Regions from separate parts of the Hordeum vulgare genome. Here region 2 is linked to region 1. A link is a contact called in public Hi-C data. All regions are on one chromosome and are shown on one strand. Each heading gives the region's core, a stretch centred on a gene start, on an enhancer-like site or on the middle of the called end of the contact. The rest is flanking DNA. Distances are from core to core; before and after follow the strand shown. Region 1 holds the start of LOC123401803 (serine/threonine-protein phosphatase PP2A-3 catalytic subunit). Region 2 has its middle 130 kb from the start of LOC123402048.

Region 1 (3,884 bases), core at 490-2,989:
AAATTTCAACTTTTATTGGATTGTTCGAAAACAAACCTAAACCTCCACTTCTACCTTGGCTACTTACAGCGTAGCCATTATCATGGCCAATAGCTCGTGCTAAACTTTCCACCCTTGTCCTTTCAATTTGAGTTTCAACAATACATAAGAGGCTATGGGCAAACATCTTCGCAAAATCGCGAAGCTCTCGAACTGTCGCGACGTTGCCCGCGCCACGACAGTTCCAACTTAGGATACTCATTGTGCGCGGCGACACTCCTCGAGGGAGCCCGCCGATGATGCATTAGTGATGTCAATTTATCAGTGACCCCGCCGGCTCCTCCTTTGGACCTTTTTTGGCCTTTTATGTTCTTTCCTTGGCGAAACATATACAAGGGGTAGTGGGGGAACCAGGGAAGGCTCCTCCCTTACAACAACAACTAGTTTCTTTGCCACATCGGCCCCCGCCATGATTGTTTCTCAAGAAGCCGCATTATTCTCGACAGAGAGCCTCTTGTTTGACATCTGGTTGGGATCTATCACCCCCACTACCATCTGAGCCATGGTTGGGTTCTCGACTAATGTCCCCTTGTCCCCTATGTGTGCTGCTACCTTGCATTAAAATGCCAGCTCTGGTTGGGGTTATAGGGCTCACGACCTCTCCCTCGCCCCCCATCCATGGTCCTCCCCTACCTCGTGGAGTGGTATTGCTTCCTTGCCTGGATGATCTTAGACGCATGTTCTTAGCAAAGAGGAAGTGGCCCCACTCAAAGGTGGATTCATCATGTTCACCATCTCTACACTCCTCATGCCAATGACCAAACTCATCACAATTGTAACAAAAAGGTGGGCAACTTCTCGTATTTTAGTTGGTACTTAATCCTTTCATCCCCTTTTTTACGAGTAACAAATCGGTTGATCTTGGCATTGGTGTCTATTTTAACCTTGACTCTAACAAATTCTCCGAAGAACCTGCCGACAACTTCAACTGAATCTCTTTCACCTCACCGATACACGACGCCAAGCCTTTTTACTGCCGGCTCTATGAGGAATTTTTCCGGCAGCCGGTGGATTTGTGCCCAAACTGATAACTTGTCAAGCTTGAACGTATCAGGGTTCTTGAAACCATCATATTCTTGCAAGACCATGCGTGGTCTCTAAACAGCCAAGGCCCCTCGAACATGTATTTCTTCGAGTCCCCCAGACACCAAAATTGAGTCGTGCAGAGTTCCTCCTTGATCTTCCGCCGCGACACTGGTTTTGTAGTGTTCCAGGCCGCCCACATGTCACCGTACAAAGCGTTAGGACTGAAAGTTTTTGGGGTATGAACACAGCAATCGCAAGCCACTTCGTCCGCTCCATCAGATCTGGAAGTTTCTCCTCCCACACAGTCGTCTTCGTCCTCCTCCTGCAGGGTGAGGCGGGTTCCTCCGTTGTTTCTTTGCTGGATTTGTTCTGCGTTCGAGAGCGGTCAGCCATCTCCACACGATCCAATCTTGTCACCACACGTCCCTCTCCTCTCGATCAAAAACGTTGCCCCGAGTCCAAGGCCGGGAAAGGATCACAACGATCCCCTTGACCAGCCCAAGTCCGGGAGTAGACATAGACACGGGAGGTTAGAAGGACGGATACCGAATTCCGGGGGTGGCCACCTAGAAGAGATAAAAACCCTAAAAGTCTCGTGGTGGGCAACTCGGCAATGCATACCAGCCATTTTGACCAGCTCAGCTTTCCTTTTGCTGGCCCAATTACATTCCGCCCATTCCAAAACCACCAATTCGCAGAACAGCACAAAGCAAGCCAGGCAGGCATCGCAGGCGTACCTGCGAGTGTCGGAGGCGAAGGAAAATCTCGCTTCGTATAAAACAAAGCGAAAAATGGAGGCATGAGCTGCTCCACACCTCCCCCTCTTCCGCTCCGCTGATCCCCCGCAAACCCTAGCCCCGGCCTAGCCACTCCCTCCTCCTCGCCGGCGACCGACTGCGCGCCCGAGCCCGCCCCTGCCTCCGTGCCAGCGGCCGAGATGCCGCCGCACGGGGATCTGGACCGGCAGATCGCGCACCTGCGGGAGTGCAAGCACCTCCCGGAGGCGGAGGTCAAGGGACTCTGCGAGCAGGCCAAGGCCATCCTCATGGAGGAGTGGAACGTGCAGCCCGTCCGCTGCCCCGTCACCGTCTGCGGCGACATCCACGGCCAGTTCTACGACCTCATCGAGCTCTTCCGCATCGGCGGCGAGTCGCCCGACACCAACTATCTCTTCATGGGCGACTACGTCGGTACGTCCTCTGCCGTCGCCCACCGCCTCGCCTCCTTTTGCCTCTCGCGTGCGTGCGGGCGGCTGCCCTTTCAACGCTCGATATTTTGTCGACCTCTAGGGTTTGTTGCGGCAAAATATGGCTTCTTTATAGATCCTACACGGAATCCAGCCGGCGGTTCTTTCTTGTCGGGAGAATTCGTTTCCAGACGTTTGTGCTGGTTATTAGTATGCACAAAGTATGTAGCTTCTATTTTACGTCTCTAGCTCCCATGGCGGTATCCTGTGCTGGTTATGTGTCTTAGGTTTTGTGTGACCTAGCTTACAAGGATTTTGTGCGAGTCCTATCTTTAGGTTCTCGTAGATACCACTATAAAGGCTGTAGGCTTGTAGGTAGGAACAAGTTAAGAATTCTCATTAAATGATACCAGGTGCTTGAAAATGACCAAAAAAAGGTTCACACCGTCTCTGTTCGATCTCAAAAAATTCCTCAAGACGTAAATATATACTTCCTCCGTCCCAAAATTCTTGCCTTAGGTTTGTCTAGAAATGGATGTATCAAAATATTAGAACGTGACTAGATACATTCATATCTACACAAATCTAAGACAAGAATTTTGGGATGGAGGGAGTATAATTTTGTTGCCAATTATGTGTTGATAGCCGACATCATGTTTTGTTGTCTGTTGGAATGATAAAAGTGAAATCCAATTCGAGCCTTTTCTTCATCTTCCCATCTGTAGTTTTAGATGCACTCCATCTCGTGCCATTCACGGTATTGATAAATCTATCATATTGCTCTTAATGCAGATCGTGGCTACTATTCGGTGGAGACTGTTTCGCTGTTAGTGGCTTTGAAAGTTCGCTACAGAGACAGAATTACGATATTGAGAGGAAATCATGAGAGCAGACAAATCACGCAAGTGTGAGTTTATGCCCTTGTAGACTTGGATTGCTGATTTCAGTTCCTTTTTATTGAGTACTTCCTCATATGAAGTACTCCCTCCGTAAAGAAATATAAGAGCGTTTAGATCACTAGTGATCTAAACGCTCTTATATTTCTTTACGGAGGGAGTAACAACTATCAATGATCTAAACGCTCTTATATTTCTTTACGGAGGGAGTAACAACTATCAAGTGATGACATTCACCATGTAATCTTTTGATCTTTTCTAGCCTGTTTGATCCTGATTTAACTGTGTGTAACTGACTAAATCTTGGAGATGTATTTTGTTACATCAAGTATCATCTGGTGCACTATGGCTATGACAATGATCGACCTTTAGAATTTAGAAAGCAGCTTGTCTCGTTACTGGAACTCTAGTTATTATTGCATAACATTAAAAAGGAGTAGAATCCACCTAAATGTGTTGCTGAATTCACGTGGGCATGAGATTGTTGATGATTTTTTCTGCTATGCGTAACCAAGTAGAAAACAACGAGCATAGTCTTGGTATGATGTAGTTATAATCTATGTATTTTCTAGACGTATTTACATGGTTGATCACATCAAAATTTCCAGCTAGATCCTAAAATGACCATAGTTTTCACATTTATGCTTTTTGAGTATTAATTTTCATATAGACGCGACGTGTTAGTAAAATTTTGGGGAAATTCATGAAAACTATAATGATGTTATTCAGCAAAATGT
Region 2 (3,884 bases), core at 1,012-3,511, 370 kb before region 1:
CACGACTCCGACTCCGACTCGCCGTAAGCGCCCACCTCACCTCGCCTCGCCTCGCCAATCAATTCTCTTGCACGCAAGGCGGAGACGCTCGTGACGACGAGTAATTCTCTTAACTGGTCTTCTCTCTGAAACTTTATGTGTAGATGAGGAATTTCGTGTAGTATTTTTTCTTGCCATTGATCATCGATCGGCCGTACATTGAAGCCATGAATGAAGGTGAATTTTGGGAGATTTAATGCATGGATGAAGAAGCAGGCAATCGGGCTTCGGGATGGGTGGTCGACTGTAAAATGGGCCTTGTGTACAATGTGTCACTACTGTTAGCAACTTATAGCTGGAGGTGTTCATACCATCAGGGTTTAGAGTCATAGCACTGTAGGTTACATGGGCATGGCTGGTAGAAGGATGGAACAGAGTATGATATGCTTAGCTAGCAGCCTCACTGATTCAAGGATCCATGTATTTCGAGTACAGTGCTGAGAGTTCATGCATATCACTCATATGTGTTGGCTCTAACAGCTGCTGAAGAAGAAGAAGTTCAGAAGTGTCGAACTTTCGTCATTTCGACAGTCGTCAGTTTCGTCAGTCGTTTTCTTTCTGTCAGTTAGAATAACCGAGCTGCGCCTCAGCCGTAGGTTGTTAGCTGTTATCACGGCCTTGACTTGATCGTGCGATGGCACGAAGTAGATGGTCGAGGCCGTTAGACGTGCGACGCGCGAGGATCGCTGGGATGGCAGCGATCGTGACTCGGGCCTCGCTAGTTTTTCCCTTACTTTCAGGAAGTTCGTTGTAGCTCTGAATAAAAGAAACGAGAACAGAAAAGCTGCAGTGTTCGCAACGCAAAACCCTCTCCCTCACTGCAATCGTGATCTCGCCACTCTCTCTACGATCTCTACTTCCAACAATATGCAGTTTCAGAATTAGAGCAGCAATGTGACAGCCTGCTCTTAGTAAGAAATTGTCGGTCTTTTTACATGGATTATTTTGCAGCATTTTACATTTCGGCGGCACCTTCTTATTAAACAATGTCATTTTTTTTGTTCAATGTTGTTTCGGTCACTTGTATGAAGTGATTTTTCGGTCACCTTTCTTATTTGGTATTGTATACAAAGTTACAAACCCAAATGGATAAGATTTCTGTCAAGTAGTTACGAAGTTTCCTTTTGGTTTTGCATGCACCTTCTTCACTTTCATAGGAGTTCTGTAGCGTTTTATGTAGGGACGGATTATTCACTTGACATCGAGGACTGCCTGGACGAGTTCCTTTCTTGCGCTGCATGCAGGAACGACGAAATCCAGGGCAGAAAGAAGGAGTTTTGTGGTCAGATCGCGGATCTCCAGACGAGGCTGGAGGCTGCACTTGACGTGCATGCATCTACAGCTCTCTCCCAACCGGTTGACCGCGCAGCAGCCAGGCGGATCAGCTTTTTGCACAGGGTGAGAGAGTTAATTGGCTTCAAACGCAGGGCTGTGTGCAAAACGACCAGAGTGACCCTACAGTTGGCACGTTCTAATTGGCTATGGACTAAATTTGCACATGAGTTGTAAGTTTTGGGACTAAATAGGGTCACTTTGCAAGTTTTAGAACCAAATCATCACATCCAGTGCAAGTTCTAGGACCTGGTGTGCTATTACCTCATAATTCTAATATAGCAGCGGGTCTTCTACTCCACGAGTGCACGGGCCCAATAGAGGAGCGGACAAATGCGGCGAAGATGCTCGTTGGGGAGGTCCTGGGCGCACGGCTGTCGGCGACGGGCGACGGCGGGGAAGCGGGGGATCCGCCACATCCGGAGGCAGGACACCCATTCCCCAAGGAAGGGAGCTCCGATTCGAAGTGAGGATGGTTGAGACGGGCGAGGATGCGCGCGGCAGAAGGTCTGTAGGCGGCTCATGGCGTTGCACGGAACATCAGCTCGGCACGGTTCCGATGAAGGACCCGCAGGAGCGACGGGGCCTGGGTCTTCACGGCAACGAACGGCTGTGCGCGGGCCAAGTCCACGAGACCATGGCCTTCCTGCCTGCTTGAAGGAAGAAGAGCAAGATCTTGAGGCGGGGATAATAGAAACAGGGGAAAGGAGAGGAGGAGAGGGCAACGAGGTCGGCCTCGTCCTGGTCGTCAGTTGCGGACGCACCCGTGGCTCAGGCGGCTGCCGACCTGAGGAGGCAATGCGGCGAGGCCACGGCTGCACATGGCAGAGCTCAGGCTCCTCACGATCTGGAGCTGACTGTGCTGCTGGATGCACTTTCGGCCGTCGGATCTCGAATCCGATGGTCAGGATCGAAGGTGGGCTGGATCAGATCTGGTGGCTTGGGTTGGATGGTTCTATGGTGGAGGTTGGTTGGTTGTGCACAGAAAGTGGAGCGGCGGCGGCTAGGGATGGGACAGCTTGCCTAAATTTTAGGGTTTGGACAGGTTTGGTTAGGGATTGCATTGCTATATATAGCAGGTGGGTGATATGAGGGGGTTTTGCATCATTTTTGGTCTGTCAGATCTCGATCGGAAGGCACCGGTTGTGCTTTAGGATTGGGTAGGATAGTGGGTTGTGGAGAGATGGTTGTGCCAAAAGAGAGGGAAAGGTTGCGGCCCGGCACAAGATTCTTAAACAACGAAAAAACGTTTGATGGTAAATCGATGACGATGCCGCTACGGTCGACCGTTCGGGTATTCAAACGAACGCCAAGTTTCAACCTAATCCAAGCATATTTGAGACACACTTTTAAAAACAATATTGTAATGGTGGCGTGATCGCGTGCGTGTGCAGGTGGACTCAAAACGGTCATCGTCGATAACGGAGAGAACCGGTAACAACTAACGGATGCAAGTTTGAAAACACACGTCAACGAAGTGCCGATGCAATGCGGATGATGGGACTGATGCGAAGATGAATGCGACAAACAAACTAATCACACGACGGGAACGGAATAAAAAGGGAATCTTTTGGAGCTTCGCTCTCGGGCTGTTACATCACCACGACTGGTCTCGGTAGTAATCAAAGTGATAGCTTGTAGCGGTGTTCCGCGCCACCTTTGGAGCCAAGTGAGCAGCCTCCACAACTGCATTGTACTCTCGCGATTCACTGTGATAAACGTAATATCTCCATTTATTATGCACCTCTCATGAACTCATCACTTGGCCAGCAGCATGACTTGACATTCCAATGATAGTCAAGCTTGTTCTTGGTTCAGCATATGCGTGTCACACACAACTTCCGCTCGACGAAACACCAGAAGTACGTCTCCTTGAAGTACTCCTCCTAAAGAAACTCATTTTCCTATGAAAAAAAATCTTAAATTTTTGGGACCAAAAACTTATGTTAATAAAATTTTGCAAGATTGGTAGCAACTACTCATATACACTACTGGAATCTGCTAGTTTGCCGACAGCTTTAAGCTTTGCCGTCAGCAATTTTACGGGGCTGACGGCAAAGAGACTTTGCCCTTAGCCAAAATAAATGATGACGGCATAGGAGGAGCTGACGGCAAATAAAATATATGCCGTCCGCTTTATCTAAGCCGGTAGCCAGCTGACGGCAAAGGACAAAAAAGCGGTCGGCATAGGAAGGCTGACGGCATAGGGGCTAACCCAGTCGCCGCCTCGGCCAGAAAAAAAACGGGGGCCTTCTTTGCCGACAGCCAGCTGAGGGCAAAGACTAACGGCTGTCTTTGCCGACAGCTGGCTGAGGGCAAAGAGGCTAACCCCATACACCTGCCTTATCCCCCCGTGCCTTCTCTCTCTCACCGCGCCTTCTCTCTCTCACTGTCCCGTGCACGCGCGCCCTACTCTCCCACGCCGCCCCTCGCCCGCCCCGCGCCGCCCCGCCCTGCGCCGCCCCTCGCCCGCCCCGCCCTGCCCAGGTTCGATATAATACTTGTACGTGAAT

What was found. Hi-C and Micro-C count contacts between places; a contact is called where the count stands out from the background.
Region 2: a contact with region 1 is called in a Hi-C map of seedling, with 3 times the contacts expected there. The contact joins the enhancer-like site here to the promoter of LOC123401803 in region 1. A contact is called at or near these places in 1 of 6 Hi-C or Micro-C datasets (seedling) and 1 of 1 datasets of contacts at active chromatin or transcription factors (embryo).

The regions. Positions count from the first base shown.
Region 1 is chr6H:193,850,591-193,854,474 of MorexV3_pseudomolecules_assembly, reverse strand. LOC123401803 (serine/threonine-protein phosphatase PP2A-3 catalytic subunit) reads left to right here and starts at 1,739. Exons shown (of 6, transcript XM_045095651.1): 1 at 1,739-2,255; 2 at 3,044-3,158. The coding sequence starts at 2,003.
Region 2 is chr6H:194,221,663-194,225,546 of MorexV3_pseudomolecules_assembly, reverse strand. No RefSeq gene overlaps it. Among protein-coding and RNA genes, the nearest start is that of LOC123402048, 130 kb to the right of the region's middle. Within about 2 kb of position 2,261, at least 3 of the 3 cell types and tissues checked have open chromatin away from gene starts, as enhancers often do. A contact at or near this core is called in seedling, where this site is marked.